2 separate regions of the Sus scrofa genome follow, and region 1 is linked to region 2. Evidence: chromatin contacts called from public HiChIP or PLAC-seq data. All regions are on one chromosome and are shown on one strand. The core of a region is the stretch at or near the end of the contact, and the rest is flanking DNA. Distances in the headings are between cores, read along the strand shown. Region 1 holds the start of TERF2 (telomeric repeat-binding factor 2). Region 2 has its middle 38 kb from the start of CYB5B.

Region 1 (3,527 bases), core at 954-3,453, 86 kb after region 2:
GTCCATCTCTAATTCATTCAAGGATCCAGCATGTCATTTCACATCCTCAATGAAGCTGCCACTTGCCCTCCTGAGTTGTCCTTTAGTGGCTCCAAACTAGATCTCTGCTGATTCTAGTCCGGTGGGGCTGGTAAAACAGCCTTTGAAGCTAGACCAGTTACTGGGCCTCTCAGGGAGGGGGCACACCCACCCACCAGAACTGGGGTTTCTCTATTTAGTCCAGATATGGGTGGTGACACCTATAGGTCACCAGAGACACCTATGGGTCATCAGAGACACCTATAGGTGACTCACATCTTATGTCCCCACTTCCTTCCTACACCCCTGCCAAGCTTACCCAGTCCTTTGGAAATGCCCCTTACTCATTCCCCTGCCTGTGGAAGATACAGTGGATGTGAAAGATAATGATACAACCAATGGAGACATGGGGAATAGGCTTTCCAAGGTCAATGCGGCAAACTTATCACAGAAGTGCAAAGTAAGTTTTAAGAACATGTCCAGCAAAGTGAAGGCTGGAAGTGGATTTGCAACTGGGGTTGGACAAAAAGAGACTTGGAGAAGAGAGAAAAAGTGATTTTTTTAAAAAAGTCCTCTCCGGGTCTATCTACAGGGATAGTAAGGAAGAAAAGAACACAGACAGAGTATCCCACACAGTCACAAGATTGTGTGGTCTGCTGTATCGTATTGAGAAAATCATGACACAAATACATAAGAAATGTGAGGAAGCCCTAAGAATGTCCCTATTTCAGTAAATACAGTTTGCTGGTGGATGTGAAATTAAGTTTCAGTAAATATAATCTGCTGATGGCAGTTTTTCAACATGTATTAAAAGCCTTACTTATGTGCCTACTCAATTCAATCCAACCTCAAGAAATGTGACATGTCCTGAGCTAGGTTCTGGGATGCAAGGTAAACAAGAAGACAAAGTACGTGGCCCCAGAAGTGCTGAGGAAGGATGAAGGAGGGGCAAAGGAGGGAGCACCAAAGGGATTTAACATAACTCAGAAAGTCAAGAAAGGGTGAAATGTCCTTCAAGTGAGGTTTGAAGGACAGGAAGGGTTTCCTTAGGCTGGAATGGACAACATGAAGCTCTGAGCAAACTGAGTAGTAGATGAAAAGGAAGTGATAAAAGTTGTGCATACACATATGAAAAGTGAGCCCAAAATGAGGTTGGCAAATAGGTAACTTCTTCAGACTTTAAAAGTCATGTTAAGGAGTCTGCACTTTGTTCAATAGTAAAAGGGAAGGTTGATGAGTGAATGTCCTGATCTTTGTTCTACTGTGTAATCTATTTTTTTTTTCTTGGCTATGCTTGCAGTATACGGAACTTCTCTGGCCAAGGGTCAAACCAGTGACCTGAGCCACAAGCAGTAGCAATGCCTGATGCTTAACTCTCTGAGCCACCAGGGAAACTCCTCTGTGTATTCTTCGACTCAGTAGTTCTACTTAAAGGAAATTATTCTAAGGAAATAATTATGAATTTGTGCAATGATATAGTTAAAAGGATCTTTCTAACATTTAGATTGTCTAGAATTACAAAATTTTTAAATAGCCTAAACGCCTTACAGTAGTGGTTTATATAAAGGAGGCTTTCATTTCACCCATATATTGGAATGCTATGTAGCTGCTAAAGATACTGTAGAAAAAGTATTTAGTGACATGTAAAGATGTCCACTAGATGCTGAATGCAAAATAAAGGCTCTATAAAATATATATATAACATAATTCTAGTTTTTTTGTGTGTGTATACAAACACACACACAAGGTATACAAAAGACACTGGAAGGCTATAAACCTAAATGTCAGCTTGTTTTTTCATGTGGGGATAAGGCTGACTTAAATGTTAAGCTTTGCATTATTTCTTCCAATTGTTCTACAACAAAATGTGCTATTTTTCTAATTTTAAAAACGTATATGTCTTACATGTCTAGGGGTTTCGTGGTGCCGGCCATATTCTATTTCTTGACCTCGACTGGGTTAACACTGGCCTTTTACTTTAGTAAAATGTAAACTTGTTTAACAAAGTTTCCTCTCTATGTTACATTTCGCGATTTAAAAAATGTTTAATACACACTTCACGCCTTTGTTTTTCAATATTTTATACATAGCCCCGAGTCTCCAGTACAGTGTTACAAAATAGCGGAGGGAAATTGACATTTGACCACAAACCTAGGTTGGTTTAACCCATCTGGCTGCCGTGAACTTCAAGTCCCAGAATGCACTGCGGCCGACACACCGGGAACTACGGAGTCGGAGAGGGGGCCAGGGAGCCCCCGGTCCTTTCCCTCCCAGAAGCCCGCGGGCGCCTCAGAACGGTGTTCGTATCATGGCCGCGGGAGCCGGGACGGCAGGCCCTGCTTCCGGCCCGGGCGTCGTGCGTGACCCGGCGGCGTCACAGTCGGGGAAGCGTCCCGGCAGAGAGGGCGGGGAGGGCGCGCGGCGATCGGACGCGATGGCGGGAGGAGGCGGGAGCAGCGATAGCAGCGGGCGGGCGGCAGGCAGGCGGACGTCCCGCAGCGGCGGGCGGGCTCGGCGGGGGCGCCACGCGCCGCGGCTGGGGGGCGCCGCGGAGCGGGGCGCGGGGGAGGCGCGGCTGGAGGAGGCAGTCAACCGCTGGGTGCTCAAGTTCTACTTCCACGAGGCGCTGCGGGCCTTTCGGGGTAGCCGGTACGAGGACTTCAGGCAGATCCGGGACATCATGCAGGGTGAGGGCCGAGCCGGGAAAGGGAGGCTGGGGGGCTCCTGGGAAGGAGATCTGCGGGGCCCGAGCGTCGGGGCTGGGGGTCGCCGTGCCAACGATGTCTTCTTTCCTAGCTTTGCTTGTCAGGCCCTTGGGGAAGGAGCATACCGTGTCTCGGCTGCTGCGGGTTATGCAGTGTCTGTCGCGCATTGAAGAAGGGGAGAATTTAGGTATGGCTATTTTTATGTTCTTTTCTGGGCTTATTTAGGGTTATGTTGTTTTCAAACTTACATCCGGGACTGAAAGATTCACGATTAAAGTGGGCTGCTATGTTTCGATACAGTGGTCTTTTTCCTTCTAGGATGAGTTTATTCTCTAGTTCTAGTTTTCTACAGTTGGGATTCTCTTGGCTGCTTTTCTCTGTTTTTTTATTTCCTCCCACCTGTTTCTTGCTCGCCCCAACTTTGTTGCTATCTGAAGTGAGTTATGTGAAGATGACCATTTTTCCTCCATAGTGGTGTGTTTTAAAGAACACTTTTTCTCCCCCGGAATTGAACCTCACAGCTGTTTAGCAAAACGGCCTTCAGTTTCTGGCCATTTGTATCTGAGGAAGATGTGAGTATGCTGAAATTTAGATGCAGATGAATGTGTTAAAAAATAAATTTTTTTACCTGTCTTGAAAATTACTGAAAATCACTTGAAATTCATTAATTTGAATCTGGACCGTTAACATGTTTGTAAGTCTGCAGCCAGTATACCAGCAAATTAAATGCAAATCTTAACTATATTTGCATGTTTCTTTTTGATATATATATATATGTATATATATATATATTTGGACATAATT
Region 2 (3,455 bases), core at 364-2,863:
GCTTGCAAGCTGTCAAAAATACTGCACAGCACATAGTAGGTGGCACCTAAGTGATAAATATATTACAGCTGTATCCTCATGTTTCCCCCAAAAGCAATTCCAGCCTCTCCTGAATGCTACATACAAGAATTGTTTCTAAATGAACTATAATTTAAAAAAAAAAATTTTTTTTAAAGAATTGTCTTAAAATGCTGTTATACATGATTAAGCTAACTTAGTCCCTGAAATACAGTCCCCAATTTATTATGGTTCAACTTAGGATTTTTCTGCTTTACCATGGTGCAAGTGATATGCATTCAGCAAAATCCGTATTTTGAATGTTGGTCTTTTTCTGTGCTAGTGAGACCCAGTACGATACTCTCTAGCATACTGGGACATGACCACATTGTAAGTGAGGAAAGATCTGTATAGAGTATATAGACATCCACTAAGCTAATTAATGTTAGATGACTGATGTTACTTACAATTACCAATCATTTAGGAGATAGTGTGGGTGTTTCTTACCTTAAATTTACGTAAATGAAATCACAATCTTCTACCTCAAGTTTTCAACCAGTCAACCAGGATTTGTCAAGTACCTGCCAAACACTCAGCATCAGGAAGAGACATGTGCCTTATGAGGACTGACATTGAAACAACAGATTCAAACACGAGTAATAAGAATGGGACTTTCCTTTCCTGTTAATAATCATCAATTCACGTGACAGCGAAAATACTAAGCCCTAACGAACTGTGTCTCACTGGTCATGTTAGAAGGCTATCAGTAGGTTTTAAAAGTAATTATAAAAATGGTTTATTTCCCTTGTTTTATTAACACAGTCACTAGAACTTCGAGCTCAATGTTTCACTTTCCCCAACAGTTCAGCCATTTCCAAGAAAAACAAGCATTTAAAGAGTGGCGCTATAGATAACAAGTGTTATTACCTTGAAATGACTTCTTTATCAGATGGTTTCAGTAAAAACAGAACTTCCAAGCTGTCTACCTGGTTGCCACTTCACATCCGTTAATACAGCAAAACTCTTAATTTTTGCGTCTCACAATCTTCGCCTTTCATTTCGGGGAAAGAGCAGCAGCATGACTCCCGAAGAACCGTGGAACTCCCCCATCAAGTTATGCTAACACAAGATTAGCACAGAGATGACTTTTATGCTTCTCAAGTTCTTTTCTTCCAGACACCTGAGAATTCCAGAGCCAACATTTCCACTTAAAAAAAAAAAAATTTTTTTTTTTTTTAAATAACCGTAGCCAGGGCAAGAAAAGGAAAACAGTATCTTTATTGTGTGTCGTTCTAACAAACATTCACTGTGTGCACATTCCAGCAGAAAGAGACAAAGATCTTTGTTCAAAATATGCTGAAATAAAATAGGTAAACAAACTCCATTATTGAATACACAAAAGGAATGTTAATATTACTTGCTCATAGTTGAGGGTGAAGTTAAAAAAAGTGGGGGGGGATAATCATAGTAATGTTTTGCCAAAATAGCCAATGTAGAAAAAAGGTGCAGGCAACGTGCAGCTCTGAAAATTCTCGAGTGACAGGCTGGATGTAGGGTGGGTAACTTGACAACCTCTCTGCTTCTTGGAACCTCCCGCTGGGAGCACTCCCACAAGTTCCAAACCCAGCTTTTTCAGAGCACAACAGCCAAACGGGACTAACTTCCCCATTACTTTTGTGATATTTGGCAAAAGAATAGGATGGTTAAAAAAAAAAAAGTGTTAACCTCCTGTTGCGACAGGTCTGAATCCATTTCTCCCTCGGAAGTAATGAGCATTAATGGTGTACATTTCTAAATTGGAATTTAATCAGAGAGATATCGCTTGAGATTTTAAGCATGAGATACGACATAAGTAATGACATAGCTGGCCTGTAAAGCATTTTTTTCATTGCTCCCCATGGGAACTGAATGAGTGTACACTCAACAATGTTCTTATTTCCCAACATGGGCCTCATGACAACTGCTCAAAGAACTTCACAGGCTCAAATGATAGGTTCCAATGCATTTTTGCTTCTGCTCAAGTGGTCACATAAGAACTAAACACAGTATATATAAACTTTGTCCCCACCACTTTCCTGTCTTTACAAATATAAGTCATTTAGAAACCAAAACCAAACAACAATAACAAAAAAAAAAGAAAACAAAACAAAACAAAACAAAACAAAAAAGAAACCAAAACCAATTCTGAGAGACAGAGGCAAGGACATTCGGGCCCCCGCACTAGCATCCCCATTTGGGGGACAGTCAGTTCGCCTCACCTCCTCCCTGGGATCAGCAGCCATTACACGTACAGAAGGGTGGGTGGCAGCACTGAGTCCTCCTTGGGAATAAACAGCCAAACACCCCAGAGACCCCCCAGGAGGCTCTGCCATCCAGCAGGGACTGGCTCCACTGGCTCTCCAGGTGGGATTCACAACCTAGCAAAGTTGAGACTGTTTCTCGAGAACTTGAGTCTACTTCTTAAAACAAAAGTCCTTTTTGATGGATTTGGCTCACATACTGTATTACTTTATTGTTTAGAAAAACCTCTGCGAACTCTCACACAAGCTCTCCCTTTCACCTGGCTGTTTCTGTAGGAAGCAGGAAAATAGTAAATGGACCTACAAGTGGTTTTTATAATACAAAGTGACATCACATTAGCAACAGATGAAAAGAAGCCCTGGGTACTGGATGGATTTCATGGATGGTTGAGACCAAGTCTGAAAATCTTTTCCTCTGGCTCTGAATAAAAACAAGTTCCCATATAAACAGGAAAAAGACAACCCATATGAAATAGAAAAGCCTATCTTTTGCATTGATCTTTACCCTAAAAATATCAAAAACACACATTTTACTTACAAATGTCATTCTTTAATGTTTCTTCTAAGCCAGATGTTTTTCATTCCGTTTTGCCAACACACTTTTAATTGACCCAAGTTATCTTCTGGCTTAGTTTCAGCCTGAATGCTCCCTTTCCAGCTCCTCAATACTCCTTTGTCCTTTCTACCTCAGGGTGGCCCCATGTGATCATGCAACTTAATCATCACAGCAATTACATATCAACTTTTATTCAAAGCAACCCTCCCTTGCCTTCAAATAGGAGCATCAAAAGCCACACCACTTCCGTTACACACCAAAGATTTTTCCTTCAATAGACTGTCTTAAAGTGGCATCTTATAATCCATTTGCAACATTTTCTAAAGATAAAAGCTTTAAAAGTTTACCCATATCCCTGACATAAAAGTCAGCCAGAAACCCCCTAAAATTACTCCATTATGTCATGACCAAGTGTGCGAGAACCAGGTCAATGTCATTTTTATGAATTCCAAAGTCACTCAACTGCTAAATCACAGGTTATAAGACCCAGGTTGAACTTCTTAAGTAGTTTGCAGGGGCAGACACTGGTGTTCTGTGTACCTTCCTGCCCTGTCAAGTCCCTGGCAGGCTGAAGGGGGGAGGAGATGCTGAACAGTGCCTGT

Evidence for each region. HiChIP or PLAC-seq counts read pairs in DNA pulled down with a chosen protein or histone mark.
Region 1: an H3K27ac HiChIP or PLAC-seq map of alveolar macrophages shows a contact between it and region 2. The contact joins the promoter of TERF2 here to the enhancer-like site in region 2. A contact is called at or near these places in 2 of 5 promoter capture datasets (fetal liver and liver), 10 of 47 Hi-C or Micro-C datasets (embryonic fibroblasts, heart right ventricle, liver and 2 more) and 2 of 2 datasets of contacts at active chromatin or transcription factors (alveolar macrophages and skeletal muscle).

What each region holds. Positions count from the first base shown.
Region 1 is chr6:17,603,545-17,607,071 of Sscrofa11.1, forward strand. It overlaps TERF2 (telomeric repeat-binding factor 2), which reads left to right and starts at 2,204. Exons shown (of 10, transcript XM_003126908.4): 1 at 2,204-2,705; 2 at 2,815-2,910. The coding sequence starts at 2,327.
Region 2 is chr6:17,518,033-17,521,487 of Sscrofa11.1, forward strand. No RefSeq gene overlaps it. Among named protein-coding and RNA genes, the nearest start is that of CYB5B, 38 kb to the right of the region's middle. Within about 2 kb of position 1,614, at least 26 of the 83 cell types and tissues checked have an H3K27ac peak or open chromatin away from gene starts, as enhancers often do. A contact at or near this core is called in alveolar macrophages and skeletal muscle, where this site is marked.